4 separate regions of the Mus musculus genome follow, and regions 1, 2 and 3 are each linked to region 4. Evidence: chromatin contacts called from public Micro-C and promoter capture Hi-C data. All regions are on one chromosome and are shown on one strand. The core of a region is the stretch at or near the end of the contact, and the rest is flanking DNA. Distances in the headings are between cores, read along the strand shown.

What was found. Promoter capture Hi-C pulls out the DNA fragments that hold promoters and counts their contacts. A called contact is a pair of places that touch in the nucleus more often than the background predicts.
Region 1: a contact with region 4 is called in a Micro-C map of embryonic stem cells, with 9 times the contacts expected there. The contact joins the promoter of Polr1a here to the promoter of Krcc1 in region 4. A contact is called at or near these places in 3 of 39 promoter capture datasets (erythroid cells, liver and pre-B cells), 3 of 484 Hi-C or Micro-C datasets (CD4 T cells, CD8 T cells and embryonic stem cells) and 3 of 115 datasets of contacts at active chromatin or transcription factors (embryonic stem cells, extraembryonic endoderm stem cells and trophoblast stem cells).
Region 2: a contact with region 4 is called in a promoter capture Hi-C map of pre-B cells. The contact joins the enhancer-like site here to the promoter of Krcc1 in region 4. A contact is called at or near these places in 8 of 39 promoter capture datasets (the C10 cell line, cranial neural crest, frontonasal cranial neural crest and 4 more), 5 of 115 datasets of contacts at active chromatin or transcription factors (the NIH/3T3 cell line, embryonic stem cells, epiblast stem cells and 2 more) and 2 of 9 other capture datasets (adipose tissue and liver).
Region 3: a promoter capture Hi-C map of pre-B cells shows a contact between it and region 4. The contact joins the promoter of St3gal5 here to the promoter of Krcc1 in region 4. A contact is called at or near these places in 2 of 39 promoter capture datasets (the C10 cell line and pre-B cells), 1 of 484 Hi-C or Micro-C datasets (the G1E-ER4 cell line) and 1 of 115 datasets of contacts at active chromatin or transcription factors (pancreatic cancer cells).

Annotation. Positions count from the first base shown.
Region 1 is chr6:71,906,956-71,910,384 of GRCm38.p6, reverse strand. It overlaps Polr1a (polymerase (RNA) I polypeptide A), which reads right to left and starts at 1,332. Exons shown (of 34, transcript NM_009088.3): 1 at 1,146-1,332. The coding sequence starts at 1,222. Ptcd3 (pentatricopeptide repeat domain 3) reads left to right here and starts at 1,623. Exons shown (of 24, transcript NM_027275.3): 1 at 1,623-1,751; 2 at 2,539-2,591; 3 at 2,696-2,732. The coding sequence starts at 1,645.
Region 2 is chr6:71,786,514-71,789,644 of GRCm38.p6, reverse strand. The region is part of intron 5 of Reep1 (receptor accessory protein 1); the gene reads right to left. Among named protein-coding and RNA genes, the nearest start is that of Mrpl35, 36 kb to the left of the region's middle. Within about 2 kb of position 1,409, at least 21 of the 459 cell types and tissues checked have an H3K27ac peak or open chromatin away from gene starts, as enhancers often do. A contact at or near this core is called in pre-B cells, where this site is marked.
Region 3 is chr6:72,096,301-72,099,413 of GRCm38.p6, reverse strand. It overlaps St3gal5 (ST3 beta-galactoside alpha-2,3-sialyltransferase 5), which reads right to left and starts at 1,806. Exons shown (of 7, transcript NM_001035228.2): 1 at 1,632-1,806. The coding sequence starts at 1,710.
Region 4 is chr6:71,270,198-71,273,440 of GRCm38.p6, reverse strand. Krcc1 (lysine-rich coiled-coil 1) reads right to left here and starts at 1,764. Exons shown (of 3, transcript NM_001354706.1): 1 at 1,601-1,764. Mir8112 (microRNA 8112) reads right to left here and starts at 1,770; the gene lies at 1,640-1,770.

The DNA of each region.
Region 1 (3,429 bases), core at 83-2,582, 640 kb before region 4:
GCGCGCGCACACACACACACATCTATCTATCTATCTATCTATCTATCTATCTATATCATGTTCTATTTACTTAACCCTAAAAAGGAAGGAAGTTCTGATCTATTTATCTATCTATCTATCTATCTATCTATCTATATCATGTTCTATTTACTTAACCCTAAAAAGGAAGGAAGTTCTGATCTATTTATCTATAATTTTGAGGACAGTATGCTAAATGCATTGGCCAGTTACAAGAAGTCGGGGCTGACTGACTCCTTTTACTTGAATAGGGGCCTGAACAGTCAGAATAACTGAAATAGAAAGTAGACAGGTGGTTACCATGCGGCAGGGGCAGGGAAATGAAGACTGACTGATTACATATGGAGATTGCAATGGCAAGATGTGTCCTAGAGGGGGTAGTGCTGATGTTACCAGTGTGGTCTACCTTTTTGTTTGTTTGTTTTTTTATTTTTCGAGACGGGTTTTCTGTGTCCACGAAGCTCTGGAACTGACTCTGTAAGACCAGATTGGCCTCGAACCCACAGAGATCCTCCTGCCTCTGTCTCCTGAATGCTGGGAGGGTTTGTTTTGTTTTGTTTGTTTTTTCAAGACAGGGTTTCTCTGTGTAGTCCTGGCTGTCCTGGAACTCACTCTGTAGACCAGGCTGGCCTCGAACTCAGAAATTCGCCTGCCTCTGCCTCCCAAGTGCTGGGATTAAAGGCGTGCGCCACCACTGCCCGGCAATGCTGGGAGTTTTTAATGCATGTTGAGTTATTAATGGGAGTCTAAGAAGCGTGTATGCTATCGTGATCAAAAAGCATTAGAGAAGAGTCCCCAGGACTTCATAGCCAGGGTCTTGATCCAAGATTTAAAAGTTCATCATCGCTTGGACCAGAGGAGACTAATTAGGAAGTTGATAAGCGTGTGATGTAATGTGATTATAAATGACATAAAACTAGTTGATTAATGAGGAAGATGAACAGATGAAAATGCAGCAAGCGCATTCCTTCCCATTACCAGCAAGCAAGCACTAGGCAGCCAGCCCCCCACCCCCCACCCCGACCCCGCCGCCCCCGGACTGGCTCGGCTCAAAGCCTTCTGGGAATCGTAGTTCCCAGCTCCAACTTCCACAACCCTGTTCTACACGCATCCCACTAACTCCTTACTTGAGCTCTTCGGCCGAATACATTCCGAAGGAAATGCCCTGAAGCCGCCTCCATGGTGTGTGCTTGGAGGCCAGCATCTTCCGAGTCAGTTTTGAGGTCCGTCACTACGAGAGAAGTTCCAGTCAGCCGCAGAGAACGCCACTTGAGTCTTGTAGCGCAGAGCCACCATGTGTTTTTCCACTGCGCTTGCGTGCGAGAACCGCGGCTTGGCAAATTGGCTTGGACGAGTTCATTTTTGCTTTCGGGGTGGGTAAGGAGTGGAAGAAAACTGTCTCAAAACCCTCCTTCAGTTTAAAAGCAAAATTACACAGGAGACTTTAGAACAGCATTTCAAGTAAGTTTATTCGAGGTGAACGATGTGTACTGAGCGTTCCGCTGCTAGTCTAGCCAAACAGGACCTTGTGACCACCCGTTTGGAGATGAGACGTTCCACGCCAGCCCCGCCCCTCGACCCTGGAGGCGGAGGTCGTTCCCGACGTGCTCCGCGAAGAGTCCAAAGATGGCGGCGGCGGCGGTTGCAGCTCGCCGCCTGTCCTTTCGCAGCGGGCTTGTCTTGCTGCAGACCACTCGGGGGACGGGTGTGTGTGAACCGAAGGTCTGTTGCAGGTAAGAAGACCCAGAGTCATTTTGGTCTTGCATTTCCCTGAGAGTCGTGAAAGTAGGTAAGATGCAAAGGCATTTGTATGGTCGAGGCCCGGCCCTCTCAAGGGTAACACGAGGTAGCGTCGTATTTAGTGATCTTTAGATCTGCGAGTTCGGGAATTCTTTCGGAAAATTTTTATTGGTTGGTTGCAATACTATGTATAGCCAAAATTACCCTTTAAACTAGGGCCCTGTTCTCGTGAAGTTTACATTTCCGTGAGTGCCGCTACAAGCCCCTACACAAATTTCTTTATCACCCCCCCCCCTTATTCATTTTAACCCTGCAAAAAAGAAAGGGCAAAGTAACAGATCTTTCACAAATAAAGGGCAGGCTAATATTACCAGTATGGACTGAACGTTATGAGAACCTTCAGCTAAGAATAAGCTAAGACTTTAGTAAAAGCAGAAAGCCTTAAAACGTCTGACCCCATTCTTTCCATCTGGTGGTGTTGCAAATACTTATGTAATTTCTTTGTACATCCTTCATGCAGTGGCCTGGTGGAAATAGGAGGTGGTTTTAAGTCAGTTGTAGAGTGGATAATTAGCTCATACGATGTCTTTGGACCAATACAAAAAAATAAATAAAACTGGGTTACAAGTTTACACTACATCTAAATGCCTCTATAAATGTGGCTCAGAATGTGTGCATGCGGGTGGAGCTGAGTCAGCAGAGCTAGCGGTAGGAGCTGAGCTGAGGCCATCAGGGAGCAGTGCTAACAGTGGGATTTTTGTTGTTTTGTTTTTAATGCAGATTTTATGCTGGAACTGAATCCCTCCCAAAGGTTGAAGGATCAGATATAACAGGTATTTTTAAAACTATGGAAATAGAAGTTTTTAAAAATGAAAAGACATTGTATTTCTTTGTGTTGTTAGAAAATTGTTTATTTTTATTTTTTTTTCTACATAAGGGATTGAAGAAATAGTCATTCCAAAAAAGAAAACATGGTGAGTATTTTGCTATTCACTTACCAGGTGATTGGGTATTTACTGTAAATAAAACATAAGGATTTAAATAGTGCCTAGCACATAGACAAATACCATGTTAGCTGTTATTTTTTAAGTCTTGTTATATAATTTTATGTGTAAACTATACATTTAATTTATAAGTGAACTATTAGGTGTACTTTTGTTTCATTTGGAGTGGCTATTTGATATCATTGTATAAATATGATTAGATTCATTTGTTTCCCTGCATAAGAATAGGAACAGTGGCTGACCATGGTACCATACTCCTTTAGTCTCAGGAGGCAGAGGCACAGGGATCTCTGCATAGTAGGACTAGTGTACCTACTGAGTTCATACAGTAATGCCCTGTCTTTAGAAACAAGAATAGGGATGAGAGAGCACTGGAGCTAAGAGTAGGGACTGGGTTACCTGTGAATACAGCATTCCAGCGTACGCCCCTTTGCACACCTCTATATCCAGAAAAACGACAAGAAATGCAACAGGAAGAGTATTTACAATGTGCTACAATCTAGTTGTCACCTGCCTGTGTTGTATCTTATAGTCCTATATGTATGCAATTTTACCCGTATAGATAGACAGAATTTAGGTATATATTGAGTGTTGTTTTGTAGTGACATACTCCTGTAGTCCTAGCACTCAGGGCAGAAGTTGGAGGATTGTCACGAGTCCCAGGCCA
Region 2 (3,131 bases), core at 160-2,659, 520 kb before region 4:
ATGGGTGGTAGGGCCACGGGGACCTCACCCTCTTTGTACTTTTGCATCTTGCACAGGAGGCAGTGCAACTGAAAGTCGAGTAACACCCAGCAGTCTCCCGAGACAACCCTGAGGATTCCTCTGGGAACACAGGGCATTCATGACAGTGACAAATGTCTTCAAACCCCAAACAATTTAGGCAGTCTATGTTTTGTATTGTTTTAATATTAGCTGTTAATATTAATTAATAAAATATATTTATATATTGGTTTTTCAAGACAGGGTTTTTCTTTTTTTCTTTTTTCCTCCTTTCTTTCTTTCTTTCTTTCTTTCTTTCTTTCTTTCTTTCTTTCTTTCTTTCTTTCTTTCTTTCTTTCTTTGATACAGGGTTTCTCTGTGTAGTCCCAGTTGTCCTGGAACTCACTCTGTAGACCAGGCTGGCCTCGAACTCAGAAATCCACTTGCCTCTGCCTCCCAAATGCTGGGATTAAAGTCATACACCACTACTGCCTGGAACTTAATAATAAATATTAATATCTAGTTATTTTATTTTACATGTATGAGTGTTTTGTCTGCATGTAAGTATGTGTGTGTACTACATGCATGTCTGGTGGCTGTGGAGGTCAGAAGTAGGTATTGGATCCCCTGGAATTGGAGTTACAGATGTTTGTAAGCCACTGTATGGATGCTAGAAACTGAACCCGGCCCTCAACCTCTGAGCCACTTCTCTAGCTCCTCTCTTTGACTTTGGAAACAGAGTTTCACATAGCCCAGGCTAGCCTCTAGCTCACTACATAGTCAAGGTAACCTCTAGCTCCTGATCTTCCTGCCTCCAGTTCCTAAAGGCAGGATTACAGTTGTGTACCAGATCTGAGAGGTAAGATAGATACTCTCAGAAATGGAACAATTTAAGGCCCTGTGCAGGTTCTGGAGGGACCCACCAAGTCGCAGGGGAAGGCACAAAGAAGTGCAAAGTTTAGCTCCTCTCCCGTCCCCAGAGACCCAGTGCCCACTGTGGAAGTGAAGGTTTTAGTGAGTCAGGCAATTGACAACAAAGCCTCTGGCATAACCACATTTCCCAGGGGTAGTTCAAGAAGAGTTAGTGCTTCCTGCTACACCTCACGTCACACTCAGCCCGCTGACAGCCTCTCCAGCCGAACGTGCTCGACAGCAGGGCCCAGCAGCCCCACCTAAGCATGCCACATGGAGGTCGGGCTGTATTTAGGACAAAACCCTGGATTAACAAAACGGAAAGAGATGAGGATTTCATGAGAGCATCAGTACAAATTCAATTCATTCTCCAGGCATTGACCAAAGGGGGTGGGGACTGAGTAAGTTAGTCACGTGTTAGATGCTGCCAACCAAGCACACTAAAAGGCTCTGGTATGATGACAAAGTGCAGCCAGCCGTGTGTCTGGCATGGAGTCACATGTGTCACGCACAGGTGTCGGGGCAGCAAAACACCTCCCTCTGATCCAGACCAGAGGCTGGTGGGCAGAGATGGCTGCAGAGCCTCTCTACCAGACTGGATCGGTTTGGAGTTAGTCACACCTCTCAACGGGGTTACCTGCCCTTCTCTGAGATCCAAGGAGGAGACAAAATGAAAGATTCGAGCCACCTGATAAAGGGTAAAAAGGGGACAAAAAAAAAAAAGCCATGGGCACAAGCCACCAAGATACTGAAGAGAGCCACGCGGTCCCCATTTCCCTCCCTCCCTCCCTCGCTCATCCACTCAGCCATGCGTTTCTCTGTTCACACACAACAAGCGCTGGTGGGAAGCTGACAAAGCTCCACGAGGTCCTGAAGAGGATCGAACACCGGTCAGTGTGAAGTGGATCCTGCTGCCAAGGACCTCAGTCCGACCAGGGCATCAGGACAGAAATTCCTATAAGGGTACAAACGACCAAGTTGACAAAACATGCACGGTTCTGGGTAGGGCAGCGTGGCTGGCCTGAGTCTGAGCCTCACACATTGGCTCACAGTTGTGCACAGTGAGGGCCGAGGCCCCGGAAGCAAAGGGCAGGAAACAGAGCTCAGTTCTCCACTGAAGGCTTTGGAGTAGTGAGAGAAAAGGAAAGGAAAGAAAAGAAAAGGAAAGGAAAGAAAAGGATGTTAGGATAGTAAGAACCTTCTAGAAACAGTTTGTGGTGTGTGCTGAAAACTAGCCTTAGTATTCCAATATCTTTCTTTCGTGTCATTCATTTTACAGTGGGGGACAGGAATGTCTGGGATAAAGGTCTGTTTCCTGACCTTCATTTTGGAAAGTGCTCTTAATGAGAAATAACAGGCAGAATCAAATGGCCTGGTGATCTCTGTATCAGGCTATCCGGATCATATCTGAATCGAGCATCTCCAGGAAACAGGGGTTCAGGAACTTGGAACACGGAGCTGTAAGGGTAGTTCTCAGTTCGAAGCCCTGCCTACCACGTGAATTCTTCAGAGATATCTCTTCAGCCTTCTTCCACATTTCTGAACTCTCGGGCACTCAGGTAATAAGTCACAGTCATTTATAAAGCTTCACCCCTTCCCACGTCCTTCTCAAGCCTTAACCTTTCAGCATCCCTTCCTTCTTTCCCCTCATCTGCCCTTCTAACATGGACTGTTGTTGCAGGAGCTATGCAAGTGGCTGACTGTTTCTTTTCCCTTCCTGTCTCATCTTTATCTTTCCATGCCTTCTTGCATTACACCTATAGAACGTCCTCTTATCATCCTAGAAATAGCAACTCTGAGTCCTATTTTTAAAAGGTCAGACTGACTGACTGGGAATAAAATAAAGGAATGAGAAAACATAATTCGATTTCCCAGTGAATGATGCCCATCTAGTCAGACAGCAGGCTGTTGCCAAAACTGCCTCCTTGTGGTTACTGGTTACAAAGGCAAAGTTATGTTTCCAGCAGCAAGTCAAGAGAGTGGATGTAGTCTGTGGTGTGAAAAGTGGGCTAGCACAAGGGTGGGGATGAGGAAACAGGAGCTGCTACATGGGTGCTGCTATAGGCAAGAGCTTCCAGCTCTGTTTTTCCGGGAGCCTCGTAAACACAGCTCCAAAGACCTTGGTGAAAGAGAGGAGTATACCATCAAAGCTGGAGTAGCTACAGAAAAAAAGAGTGAAAACACGACCAAGGAACACCTAAGAGTGTTCACAGAGGGCTTGA
Region 3 (3,113 bases), core at 557-3,056, 830 kb before region 4:
CTGTTTAAGCCAGGCATGTTGGCACAAGTCTGTGATCCCAGCACTTGGATCAGTGGTTCAAGGCCAGCTTCGGATGCACCAGTGAATTCAAAGCCAGCCTGAACAGCATGCTATCCCCGACTCAAAAACCCAAACCAACCAACCAACCAACGGACCGACCAACCAACAAAACAGCCACCCAAACCTCCAATCATCTCAATTTCTTTTCAAGTCTCAAAGAAAACACTATCAGCCTGATAGCCACAGCACCGACCACATAGCAGACATGAGTGTCAGGAGATGCAGCACTCTGACTACAGTGCTCTGGAAGCTCATATTAATATTCTCTTGACCAAAAACTTGGAAATCAGACAATTCCTAGCCCTGCAACCAGCAATGTGAGAAACCATTCTGAGCTGTCAGGATATGGAATTACACAAAAGAAACCAAAACCTACTTTTCTGGTCCTTTCTTTCAGCAGACAAATCCCTCTTCTCAGGCCCAGCATTTGCGTAGGGCTGCAGGTAGAAGAGGATTTACAGTCATAAACCAAGGGAAGGCTTGGCTAGACACCAGAGGGCAGAGATGAGTGTGAGTCTCCTTCCTTTGTAAGTCTAAAACCCAGCACAGCTCTTGGCTGAAGGAACCTGAAACCCATCGGTCCCAGAAAAAGCACAACACATAAAAATGCCTCTTCCTCCTTTTAAGTACATCTACTTACATTTACACCTAATTTTGCAAAGGCAAAATTCATATATGTGAATTAAGACTGAATTACTGGGGGGAAAGGTATAAAAATTTCATTTCCAAGTCAGCTAGTGATTCTACAGAGTTCTCGCCAATTGACATATTTATTCTAAATGGTTAAAACCACAAACTCATTGTGGAAGAGACCCAAGCCAACAGCAAGTTAAGTCTTCCAGTACAGACCTGGAGAGCAAGCTCCCCACAGGAGGATATCAGTGTCTGCCAAGGTCATCCAGCTGATGTGCAGTAGGGACAAGAGCTTTCATTTACTGGGGTCCTACCAATTGTTCTCTAACACCCTCTCCGCAAAACAAACAAATAAAACAGCGCACAAAGAACGCGTCCCCTCGTCAGGACACAGCTTAAAATTTCCAAGAAACCAAAACGGTCTCCCAATGTGTCTCCTCCGCAGGACTGGCCGCAGAGAGGGGGCAGGGAAGGTCACCAGTGAATTTCTGCCAGCAGAAAGCTACCCACTTTCACACTGCACGTCTACCCACATGGATGCACCAGGAGGGTTCAGGCGCCACTAGTTACCCTGTACAAGGTTCCCCAAAGCAGTCAAGGGAGACACTGAGTCTATTCGACTCTGCCGGCTCAGAAGGTTCCAGCAATGAATTAAAATCCCAGAACCAAGCGACGTGAAGAGGGCCACTCTGGCTGGACCTGCCACGCGGGGCAGGTCATCCTTACCCGCAGCGCCGCGTCCACACCTGCGCAGGCTGCGCCGGGGGCGCCCATGTAGGCAGCCAGGGGCCGCGACCCTCCGCCCGTGTCCCCTAGCAGGCGCGTCCGGCGTCGCAGGGCTGGGGAGGAGCCGCTGGGCCTGGGGTATCGCAAAGGCGGATCGCCGCTATCTGGGCTCCCCGGTGTCCGCTCTGCCGACTGGGGGCTGCGCCACGTACCTCGGCAGGCAGGTGCCGCTGCTTGGCTTCGCAGCTTCTGGGGCCTCCGCGCCGCGCCGCCCACCGCCTCTGTGTGCATGCTAGGGAGGGAGCGCTGGCAAGCCGCCAGCCCGGGGCCCCGCGCCCCAGCCAGCCCCCGGCGCCGCGCTCGCGCCAATTCAGCCCCGGACAGTCCGCTCCCCCGCGCGGATGCTGAGGGGGGTGGGGGTAGGCGGGGGCGGGGTCGCGCGTCACGAGGATAAGGGAGACCAATCAGAGTGCGCCGAGGCCCCGCCTGCGAGCGGACTGTCCCCCCGCCCCCTCCGACTGCTAGTGCGAGGGGGAGCGGGACAACTCCAGCCGAGAAGTAGGTGGGGCGCCAGGCAGCCTAGGATGAGGGTGCCCCGCGCTCGGGGATCTCTTCAACTCTCCCCAGGCTTGCGCGTGATTAGATAGTGGAAGGCGTTCCGGAGAACCTAAGGTGGCTCTGGACCGGTTAAAGGCTTTGACTGAGCATCCAATTAGGAGTCGGAGCTGGGGAACTAAGGGGCTTGACGTAGTCACGTGCTTTATTCGCCAGCTGCCCACTGGTCTTCAGGTAATTACTGGTCCTGGGTTCCTGAGACCCAAGAGACAAATACCAGGACAAGCTAAATCAGCGGTTCTCAACCTGGGGGTCGCCTAATACCAATGGAAGACACGTTTATTTACATTTACGATTCACAACAGTAGTGGAATTACAGTTATGAAGTATCAACGAAAATACTTTTTATGGTCAGGGGTTACCACCACAACTTGAGGAAGTGTATTAAAGGGTCGCAGCATTAGGAAGGTTGAGAACGATTAGGCTACACGGTTGTTACTGTGCTAGTTACCAAAGCCAACCAACTTGTTTTAACAGGAGAAGGAACTGAGGTCTGTGTGGGACTGAGGGTGAGTAGCTTTGAAGTCATTTGGAGGCCGAAGCAGGAACAGAACCTGGGCTTGGAGCGCTCAAATCTTATTTGTCTGAAAGCTAGAGAGGCCCTGGCCTCTCACACCTTATTTTGGAAAGGAAATGCCATACGATTTTTAAAAACACATTTAATAAATCCCAAAATTGGTGCATTAAAAAGGCCTAAAACCGGACTGGATCTCCCTTTTAGGATATTTTTCCCCATGATCTTCTAGAAAAGCCGACAAGAAAGGGATCCAAAGCGCAGAGTAAATGATATAATGTAGCCAAGTTCTTCTGAGGATGCAGACCCTTTGTTACTGCATGTGTGTGTGGGAAATCCCCTAGTGCCATAGTCTTTGTTATATTGGAATAGCTTGCCTTCGACCTCAAGAACATTTAACCACAAAGGGGCATTCTGATAGTCAGGAGGCACGCTTTCCAAGATAACAGCTCCAGTTTTCTTGGTGACTGCATAGCAAACTCCTTTTTGGGTCTGCTCAAGGTCCCGTGCTAGATCTGTGTATCAGCTGAGAAAATTGAAGCTTTGTAGTGGAAGCTTGTCAGCC
Region 4 (3,243 bases), core at 515-3,014:
AGATATCATGAAAAAAGTTACTTTTAGTGTTATATTTACAGGTATTATATATAGAAAAGGAATCTAAATTATCCTGTGATAGTCTGGCTTCCATTATCTTTCACACTGGAGACAAGGAGCAATATAAGGTAAAAGTACTAAAAATAGTTTTTCTGTTTCTTGGTGTTTTACTGAACTCTTCTGCAGTGGGGAATCAAATGCCACGATATAAAATTATTTCCAAAACTGCTTTAAAGATTTATCTCACAGGTGCAGGCTGTCTCAGGTGTGTAGTACCTATAACACACACACACACACATCTACTGGGGTAGTCTACAGCTTTTGTGTTTTGGTAAATGTGTTGGTGAGAATGTCAAAACTCTCCAAACCTCCATCCATAAAAAGCGACTTAAATCACAATTTAACACGGTGCCCAGTGTCAAGTGCCTGGGACACCCCTGCCACACTTTAAGGAAAAGCTCTGGCTGTCAGGTTTACTGTTTATTTTAGCCCTCAACAGATGACACGCCTCCGTGTTTGTGATGCTGGGGTCTAAGGAGTTCTACCCACAGTAGAGCTCACTCTTAAAAAGCTAACAAATTCTGCCCGGTCCCAGGCCATTTTTGTTTTTTTTCCTGAGGTAGTGTTTCACTCTATAGCTCGTGCTGGCTAGGAATTCTCATGTAGACCAGGATGGCCTCTGCCCCTCCACTGCTAGGGATTTAAGGCGCTCAGCACCACGCCCAACAAAGACTCTAACTATCCCCTCATTTTAAGCTTATTTCCCACAGCTCAGCGGTCTTTCAGAGTCTATAGAAGCAATTCTTTGAAATGTAACTGGGATGAAGGAGGCGCCTAACTTCCTAGTTCTCAGCCGGCAGAAGCAATGCCTAACCCTTGGGGAGTTTTCACCTCTCCTGTCTACTTCAGGCCTTCTCTCCTTACACTTTTTTTTAAAGGCCAAAGTCACTCGGAGCACTCCAGAACACAGCTCAGTTCTGCTCCTAGTCAGTAGGGTTGGAATAAAATCTTGCTTCTCGCCACTCTCACACTGGTCAAAAAATGCTAAAACTCGGGTTACTACGGTCAAGAGACGTCTGGACATTTTTTTCTAACTCGTCTTCCTGGCAATCCAGAAGCCTAGAAAAGCTTCGGGGTGATCCGTCCCCTCCACCTCACCTCTCCTCTTCCTTGAGGAAACCTGGAAGCTCCCACCCTCCTGTCCAGAGCTCCCTAATTCCCCACTCATGCCTGTCGCTAAGTGGCCTGCTGGGAAGTCTCCTGTCCACGCTCCTGCACCAAACCGAGGCTGCTCTCTCCCGGGGTCGCTGGAGGACGGGGATTCCTCACTGAACCCCCACTGCCCTCGGCTCGGCCGCCTCTTCTCCTAGCCCCCTCGGACCTCGGCTTCCTCGCCAGGCCGTGAGGTCCCTCGGCCATGGCGCCGCGGATGCTGAGGGGTTCTGAGGAGAGAGTCAGGCGCTCCGAGGGGGGCCGCGCCCGGCTCTCGTCGGCCATTTCGAAGGCGCGGCGGGGCGGGGCCGGGGCGCTCGGCCTTCACCAGGCCGCGGGAGTTGAGGGCTGGAGCTCGGGCCGCCCCCGCCGCCGGGCGGGAACTCACCTTCTCTGAGGCAGGGGCGGGCGTCTACAACTACTGTCCCCCTCCCCGCCAACAACGCCGGCCGGGGGTCAGAGGCTGCGGTGGAGGTGGCGGAGAGGCAGAGACACCGCTGCCGCCGCCGCCGCCTCCGCCGCAGAGCAGGCGGGGTGGGAGGGGGGGAGGAGGCGGAGACCTGACTTCCTGAGGGGAAGTCGCCGCCACCACCCGCGGCTGACTGGACAGCGCCAGCGCCATGGCGGCGGGGGCGCGCAGGTGCGCGTGCGCAGCAGGGCGGCCGAGCCCTCGGGAAATTTTCTAGCCCCGCCCTCCATGTGTGCTCCGCCCCTTCCCGCCATTTCGGACTAACCGGCTCTGTCCGTGTGGGTAGGAGCTTGGGTGTCGGTCCTTCTTGCCATTGGAGGAAAGAAACCTAGTGACGAGGTTCAGCCCGGAAGCCAAAGTGAGTCTGGAAATGTATGGATCCACCGGCCAAAATATCTAAGAAACGCACATCTGCCTTTCCTCTTTCTTGTGCTCTTATATTAAGACTAAATATTAAGCACCATCCCTGCTCATGGTACGTTGCTAGCTAGCATAGTCCATAAATTCCCTCTTAGATTATACACGTTCGTGCATAGTATTCCTCAAAGCACACACACGGTATGCTCACCATACACGCTCCTATTACATAGATACAACATCACACAGGTACTACTAAAGTATATTTTAGTTTTCTTTACATGGTCATTATTTTGTGTGGAGCGGAGTGAGGGTGGGGCTCCTTTTACCTTATGCACCCCAGAAGTCGAACTCAGCTTCTGGGGCTTGGCAGCACACCGACCCATGTGTAATAGGGTCTTACTTTAGCTCAGGCTGGTCCCAAGCATGGATTGAAGTAATCACTTAAAAACCTCAGATGGACTGAGAAGCCCAGAGTTGACTGTTGACTGCTGAAGCTTCTGATAAGGAGATCCACATACCAGACCCGCTAGCCTCTCCCACTTCCTGACTGCAGGGGAACTGACCTGCAAATGGAATCTTCCAACCCCAAAGCTCCCTCCCTCCGCCTCCCCCCCCCCCTTTCAGTCCTACAAAACCCAACCCCTTACTCCCCAACACGTGCCACTTGGGCATAGTCTCACTTCCCTGAGAGACTGCAGCCCTTCAGTTCTGATTAAAGATCAGTTCTGTTTCAGGAGATGTCTGTCTACCCTTCATTTCCACTCGCCTTCACCAATCCCTTTCTATCATCTCTCAGTCTCGCAAGGGCTGAAATTTAACGAGTGAGCCAGGAAGCTCCACTAGGGTCTTTGGTTTTTAAAGCCGAAGACTGCTTTACTCCCAGGCTGGCCTGGAATACAGGATCCTTCTACCTCAGACTCCCAAGTGCTGGAATTAGAAGCCCCTTCACCCACTGGACCATGTTAAAGGCCCTGCTTCCGGTTAATACTACACTACTGTGTAAGTCAACAGGCTGCACTTGCTTCCGTTGCCAAGCATTGCCACTCCCCGACTGCCTAATAAACTCCGTCCGTAAAAGGCTTCACACAGAGACAAGCAGTCCATTAATGATTCCACGCTTATTAATAACACAGGGACAAGAGAGAACCTGAGGTTTTGGTCTGTGCTGTAATTAGACAACATATAATGGGCTATTATGTGAG